Regions from separate parts of the Mus musculus genome. Here region 1 is linked to region 2. Evidence: chromatin contacts called from public Micro-C data. All regions are on one chromosome and are shown on one strand. Each heading gives the region's core, a stretch centred on a gene start, on an enhancer-like site or on the middle of the called end of the contact. The rest is flanking DNA. Distances are from core to core; before and after follow the strand shown. Region 1 has its middle 21 kb from the start of Gm39748. Region 2 has its middle 16 kb from the start of Camk1g.

Evidence for each region. Hi-C and Micro-C count contacts between places; a contact is called where the count stands out from the background.
Region 1: a contact with region 2 is called in a Micro-C map of the HL-1 cell line, with 2.9 times the contacts expected there. The contact joins two enhancer-like sites. A contact is called at or near these places in 6 of 39 promoter capture datasets (the 3T3-L1 cell line, 3T3-L1-derived adipocytes, embryonic stem cells and 2 more), 2 of 484 Hi-C or Micro-C datasets (the HL-1 cell line and cerebral cortex) and 1 of 115 datasets of contacts at active chromatin or transcription factors (astrocytes).

What each region holds. Positions count from the first base shown.
Region 1 is chr1:194,878,361-194,881,641 of GRCm38.p6, forward strand. No RefSeq gene overlaps it. Among named protein-coding and RNA genes, the nearest start is that of Gm39748, 21 kb to the right of the region's middle. Within about 2 kb of position 1,406, at least 253 of the 459 cell types and tissues checked have an H3K27ac peak or open chromatin away from gene starts, as enhancers often do. A contact at or near this core is called in the HL-1 cell line, where this site is marked.
Region 2 is chr1:193,384,347-193,388,055 of GRCm38.p6, forward strand. No RefSeq gene overlaps it. Among named protein-coding and RNA genes, the nearest start is that of Camk1g, 16 kb to the left of the region's middle. Within about 2 kb of position 1,860, at least 29 of the 459 cell types and tissues checked have an H3K27ac peak or open chromatin away from gene starts, as enhancers often do. A contact at or near this core is called in the HL-1 cell line, where this site is marked.

The DNA of each region.
Region 1 (3,281 bases), core at 156-2,655, 1.5 Mb after region 2:
TGTTGCCTTAAGCCTAGTACATAGTGAGACTGCTATTAATGATCCCTAAGTAAACATATACAACAAGGAAACATCTTCCAAGTCTCAAAGTCTCCAAAACACAATAGAAGAACAAATGCAGTGGATATCAGGAAACCTGGGATCTAATTCCAACCTTATTATAAACTTGCTGAGTGATCAGTTAGTGCCTTCTATCTGGATCTCAATGTATCCCTTTGTGCAACAAGGGCACTGTGCCAACTTGCCAATGAGGTCATCTTCTTGGATATTTCCTGAAGAACACGAGACAGTGTGTCATCATAGTGAGGGCATGCCATGAGCCTTACTCACCCACAGTGCCTGTGATGCTGTTATATAGTAAAAACCCAGGCACCTGTGGTCACTGCCAGTATCGGAGAAAAGGGGGTATCTTTGAATAGAATGCATGATTTCTACAAAAGTGATAAAAACACTTTTGAAGTTGTTTTTTATTCTCCAATTTACTCAAACAGGTCCTCCTGGAGAACTGGATGATGACCATCAAAGGGATCCAGTCTGGGCTGGAGAAAGTGTGAAAAGGGGGAACGCTTTAGAGAGGCCATTTCTCAACTGAATGCACTCAAAATTTCAGATGGAAAAAAATTGGAATACTCAACATGTTCTTAAAAGGGACAGAAGGTGAGTGATAATGTTGATGACTAATTGTCAAGTCCTAGGCTGGAGGAAACACATTTCAAAGTGACTGCTCCAAACAGAATACAATGGGACTCAAGAAGATCAAGCAAGAATAACTTAGAGTCTGGAGACAGGAGCCCTCAAAAGTTAAGAAAAGTGAACATGTGTGTGTTCCTAATTAACAGGACTTGCAATTCTCATTTTGTGGGTTCACATTTCCTAACTGAGCCTTACACGTGGTTGGGGAGACCTTTCTGCTAAGCATAGGCAGGTCCTGGGTCATGCCTCAACTTCAACAAGTTTTGCAGAACTCTAGCCTCTCTGGGCAGTGTCTCTCCTCACATTATTTACGCCTTTACTGCGAGTGAGCAGAGGTAACATGTACTCTGTATACTGGCCAGGAAGAATGCGCGGGCCAGCTCTAGTCTTCATCTGGACATATTGTCTCTTGTAGCCTCCAAAATGAGCAGCTATTGGGCCCAGTGCCCTCTCAAGGCCAGAGATGGTCCAGGCCAGGAGGGGCGAGCAGCGTTTCCCGTCACTGCTCTCACCTGACTCCAAAACAATGCAGAAAAGGCGGGTTTGCGTGGCACTTCCGTCTAGTTTCCCTGCAACTCGCTCCTCCTGGCTTGCATGGACCTGGAAAATCACTGCGTTTGGCCGGGCGCCTGAAATAAATTTGTGCATTCCCAGCCACCAGCCATTGCTCCAAGCATCCACCAGAGGGTGCACGCGAGCTACAGTGCCCACCAGGCGGTCTAGGAGCTGCAATTTGCGCCTGCGCAAAAGGCCAATACAAGTCTGTGCTGCTAGCAGCTGCTCTAAATGACTCTGGGGTCCCTGGCTGGAACAGTAGGACGATTGTGGGGTTTCTAACCAAGAATCCCTTATCTTGGTTTCTTATTGAGAAACTGAGACGTGAGAATTTGAGAGTAAACCATAGAAGGGCTCTCCTAAACCAATTTGGCCCTCAAAGTTCGTTCTGGCTTTCACTTTCAGTTCCAGTCCAGGCCATCAGCAGTCTACACCTGCCCTGAACTGCCCCATCACCAGCTCTCAACAGCCATCTTGGCCCTCAGATCCCCCCTGGCCCTGGATCCCATCTCAATTCTCACCACTCCTCCCCTGAGGCCCTAAACCTCAGTCTGGAATTTCAGCTCATGGAAACCCAACCCCCATTTTTAGACCCACCTTGGTCTTCTAATCTGCATGAGCAAGTTGCCTCAGTCTTTTGCTCACAGAATCCCACCAACCTAAAGGTTGCAAATATTCCAGCTCATGATTACAGCAAAGAAATAACCTTGGTGATTCACAGTCAATCACTCAGAAGGAGGTAGAGCAAATCAAAGCCCCCTCACCCCCACTCTCACCACCCCACCCCCCACCCCAACCCCCCACCCCCTATTGAACCTTTAGGAACCTGGTTGGCTGTCTTGGCTCCTAGACAAAGTCCACAATTAAATAAGCCTCGAGGTCGGTTGCAACATCTGCCCGTATAACAGGCAATTAGAAGATGCATTTGCTAAAAGTACCTACCTCTTCAACAGGGCCCAGTAGGTGGCTGAAAGCATGATGAAAGCTCAGAATTTCTGTCTTCATTTCACTTTGTCTCCATCTCCTGCTCGATCCAGTTTAGGAGTCCATATACCTAATCTGTCTCACCCTCTTTTTAGGATAAAGATATAAAGGAACTTATTGTCCAAACTACAGTCACTTTGGATTTTTAAGATCAAATCCTTTTAGAATAGACTATTCTATCCCCACCCTAGGATGAGAATGCATCTTGGAGCAGAAATAATCATTTGCAAGACAAACATTGCTCCCCTCAAGTGATGTCAGCCCTAATAATTTCTTCACTTTTCAGAACAAGAACTAAGAAGAATTAAGTGTGGGACAAGCATATGTAATTCTAGCCCTTGGGAGGTGAGGCAGTAGACAATAATAATCAACCGGGTTACATCTTTATGACTGCTTAGTGGTATTTACTCCTGTCCTAATGTCTTCTATTTAACCCTAAAGATCCTGTCAATGTCCTGAAAATGGACTTGGGGTTCACTGGCCCCTTTATCTGTTCCTCTTCCTAATGCTTTAGATAAATCTGTCCTCCTCCTCCTCTTCCTCCTCCTCCTCCTCCTCCTCCTTCTTCTTTTCTTCCTTTTTACTAGTACTCTAATTAGTATATTAGAGTGTACCAGGCTTAACATTTTGCTACTACTGGAGCCAGGGCCTTTCCCCTAAATGCCAGTTATGCCCTGATTACTTTAAGAAAAAAACAAAACTATTTTAGCTCTTCTCCATTTCCTAGTTTTGATCATTCAACTCCAGGATCCTAGCCTACCAAATCTCCACAATGGGCTAACTCTTCTCTGTCTTTTTGATATTGGGCAAAGCACCATTTCTTCTGGGAAACTTTCTAGGTCTGTACCTCTCCTGGAAGCTCTTCCAACACTGTGTTCCAAGGACACTCAGCACTTACTTCTATTTATTTCTCTGGCCCTCTTCTTCCCCCCAAACAACTAATTTATTTGTCCTCAGAATCTAAGGAGTGCACAGCAAGAAACCCCCTCAATACATGAGTGGATGAGATTAACCTTGAGGTAGGGGTACACATTTCAGCTATAGCCTAC
Region 2 (3,709 bases), core at 610-3,109:
TCACCACCACCACCATCATCACCATCAGAAAATCATCATCATCACCTTAATCATCGCCCTCATCATCTTAACCATCATCATCACTACCATGACTCTCACCATGATCACCATCACGACCACCATCACTACCATTATCATCGACATGAGGCTATGAATCTTTGTGAGAAAACAGATATGAAGAAGTGTGGTGAACAGCCTGTGTCCACCACTGTCCACTTCATCCCTCCCATCAGCACTGAGGGCTCCCACCTGGAGGGTGGACAGTATTGTGCTCATCACTGTGGGCAGGGGATTGCGGTTTGGTGTGACTTCTGCTGGAGACATTAAATATCCCCATAGGATTGGTCACAGGATAGCTAGAAGCCGCCACTGTGAGGAGCCCGACATCTGTTGGCTCGGATTCTCTGGTGTCTGTGTGGAGCAGAGTTACACTGCTGAGGTCGAGTCAGAAGTCAAATTTTCTACAAATACCTCACAAGTTTTTGATCCATCTCAAGTTTGAGAGTGAAAGAGACAGACAGATTGGCAGGGAGTCCTCTTGTCTCAGGTGCCCTATTAAGAGACCTGCATGCACGCAGGCCGGTACTGTTTAAAGCCCGGTGTTCTTCTATACTTCTTCCCATTGGTAAAGAGATTCAGTATCAGTTTACTTGGAATATTTGGCAACCATTTCCTGAAATTGAACATACCACCTGGACATCTGATCAGTAACCGTTAAAGGATGAATCATGTAGCCGGGAAAGACAGTTCAGTGAGTAAGAGTGCTCGACGTGCAAATGTGAGTTCCTGATTTCAGATCCCAGCACCAAGGGGAAGAGCTGAACAAGGCCACCTGTGTGCCTCTAACCCTATGCTGGGGGATGGGGTGGCAGAGACAGGAGGATTACAGGGGTTCACTGGCCACTGGCCTAGTTAACAAACAAAAGCTACAAAACCCATACCCAATACCACATCTTCCTCTGGCCTTAGTGTGAGTATGGGTAGGTACACTCATCCTTGCAACACACACACAGATGCACAGGCTCACATACGCATGCACACACACACACACATGCAGATGTGCATGCTCACATGCACACACACATGCATACACACATGCAGATGCGCATGCTCACATACACACAATGCAGATGCGCATGCTCACATACACATGCATACACACACAGAGATGCACATTCTCACATACACATGCATACACACACATGCAGATGTGCATGCTCACACACACATGCACACACACAGAGATGCACATTCTCATATACACACGCATACACACACATGCAGATGCACATGCTCATATACATACATACACACACGCAGATGCACACGCTCACACACATGCATACACACAGAGATGCACATTTTCACATGCACATGCATACACACACGCAGATGCACACGCTCACATATGCATGCATACACACATGCATACATACACACATGCTGATGCACATGTTCACATACACGTGCATACACACACAGATGCGCATGCCCACATTCACACACATGCAGATGCACATGCCCACATGCACATGCATACACACACACAGAGGGAGAAATGTTTCTAGTTGCTGATGTGTCTGAGTCATTGGCTCATTGCATACTAGTTCACTCCTTGCTTTATCATTGGTCTTAACCCCAAGTCTTAACCCCTGTTTCACCAAGGCAGCTTGGAGCTTTGCTCCACACATATCCCTAGGTCTGTGTTTCCCCAGCAGAGACTCAGCAAACAGCTATTAGAAGACAATGAAGCAGCAAAGACACTGGCTGGCCTGGCACGTTGTCTGGGCTCTGCTGGTCCCAGATGGCGCTCTTTACAGTGTCTGTAAAGTCCTAGGAAATCTGAACAGATTGCTACAACAAAGTGGGGCAAAGGGGAGACAAAGGACAAGGCTGAGAGGAAACAAGTTAACTCAAGCCCTTTGCTGGGCAGAGCGGCTTCAGAGACATGACAACCTGTGGTCAGTAGAGGGCAGTGTTGCCTCAGCGACTATTTTAATAACCACTTGGCCAGGCTCCAGCTGGCTCTCCAGAGCTTTGGCAGGATTGCTGGAATGGACAGAGGCCAGCCGGTCTGTCCATTTGAACAAAAGCAATAAAGAAGATAGACACCTGTGTACTTACCGTCTACATCCCATATTTCCTGTATAAAGCTTTGGCTTTTCTGTCTATCCTTCCTGCTGCTGGGGAGCCCACCCACCTTGGTGGCCACAGCAAGCGATGGGATCTTTGTTTAGTAAAGTATCTCTTTCTTTCTGCACTGTTTTGATTTTAGCTTCTGAGAAAGGGTTTAACTAGATAGCCAAGGCTGTCCTGGAACTTGTGACCCTTCAGGGTCTCCCTGGAGTGCTGGGATTGATTGCAGGGTGCCTCACTGTACCTGGCAGCATCTTTCTGGATGCCCATTATATTCTTGCTGTGAAGATGTGTCCTCCAAGCTTCTGCCTCACTGGCCCTTTCCTTCCTGGCCTCTCCATCTCCCATGTACCTCCCTCTCTGCTCTGCCTCCATATCTGCATGAGAGTGGGTGGTCTGGCTTGTGGGACCAGGTACAAAGCAATAAGGAGAGAGAAGATATGTCCTGTAGGAGCTTCCCATCTCAGGGGGACAAACTCACAGTAGCAGCACCCAGAGGAGCAGAATGGAAGAGTCTCTGCCACACTATGACCAGAGGATGAAGGCAGCTTGGCACAAGGCTCTGCTATTCTCCAGGATTTCCTTAGAGCTTTCTAGAAAACATCTCCTGCACATATCCAAACATCCTGCAAGTATTTCCAAGAGCCATTTCTTTGGTTGTCCTATTTGAGGTTCCTCAGCCCCTCCAAGATGTCTCAGTGATGCCAGACATGGTCCTCCACTTGGGAGGCAAACATCTAAGGCTCTGGGACTTGGTGATGAGCTCTGCAAACACTTGGTTTAACCAGATGCAGGGTGCCCCCTTCCAGGAAGGAGGCCATTTTCTACCACTAGGTTTCTAGAAGCCAGCATGTAGATATGGAAGCAGAGAGGACTGCCACTAGCCAGGCTATGTTGGCATTAGGAGATTAATGAGGCTGCTTCGATGAGGAATGTCTCTTCAGCCAACTGCTGGCAATTAGTCAGAGCTGAGCCTGCTGTGTTCCAGTCTGTCAGCTGGGTCCTGGAGAGAAACACCTCAACAATGGGCTGGCTCAGAAGGAAGGGGACCGGAGCTCAACCCTTACCTCAAGGTAGCAGTATGGGTCTGCACTGACCTTGAACTAAGCCTTCTCAGAACTACCAACCTGACACTGTTTGGAGGAACATCAGATGCTGTCTTTCTGACCTCCCTGCCTTTTCTTGGGGCCACAGTAGGGCTTTTAGAAGATCTCTGTGTTCATGGATCACTTTGAGACTTTGCTCCCAGACCTCCCAGAAGATTGACTATTGGCACTGCTAGACCAGGGACCACTTTGAATAGCAAGGATCTTAGTAGGGAGAGAGGAGGGAGGGAGGAAGAGAAAAAGAGGAATAGAGAGAAAGAGAAAAGGTAGACATATTGTATGTTTTATAAGTGTATTTACATATGTGTGTGTATATGAGTATGTGTGTGTATATATATGAGTGAATGTGTATGTATATATGTGTGAGTGTGTATGAGTGTATGTATGAGTATGTGTGTTTGTGTATGAGTGAGTATGTGTGAGTGTGTGTGAATGTGTGTGTGTGTGCTGGTCCTTCTTTCTCTGTA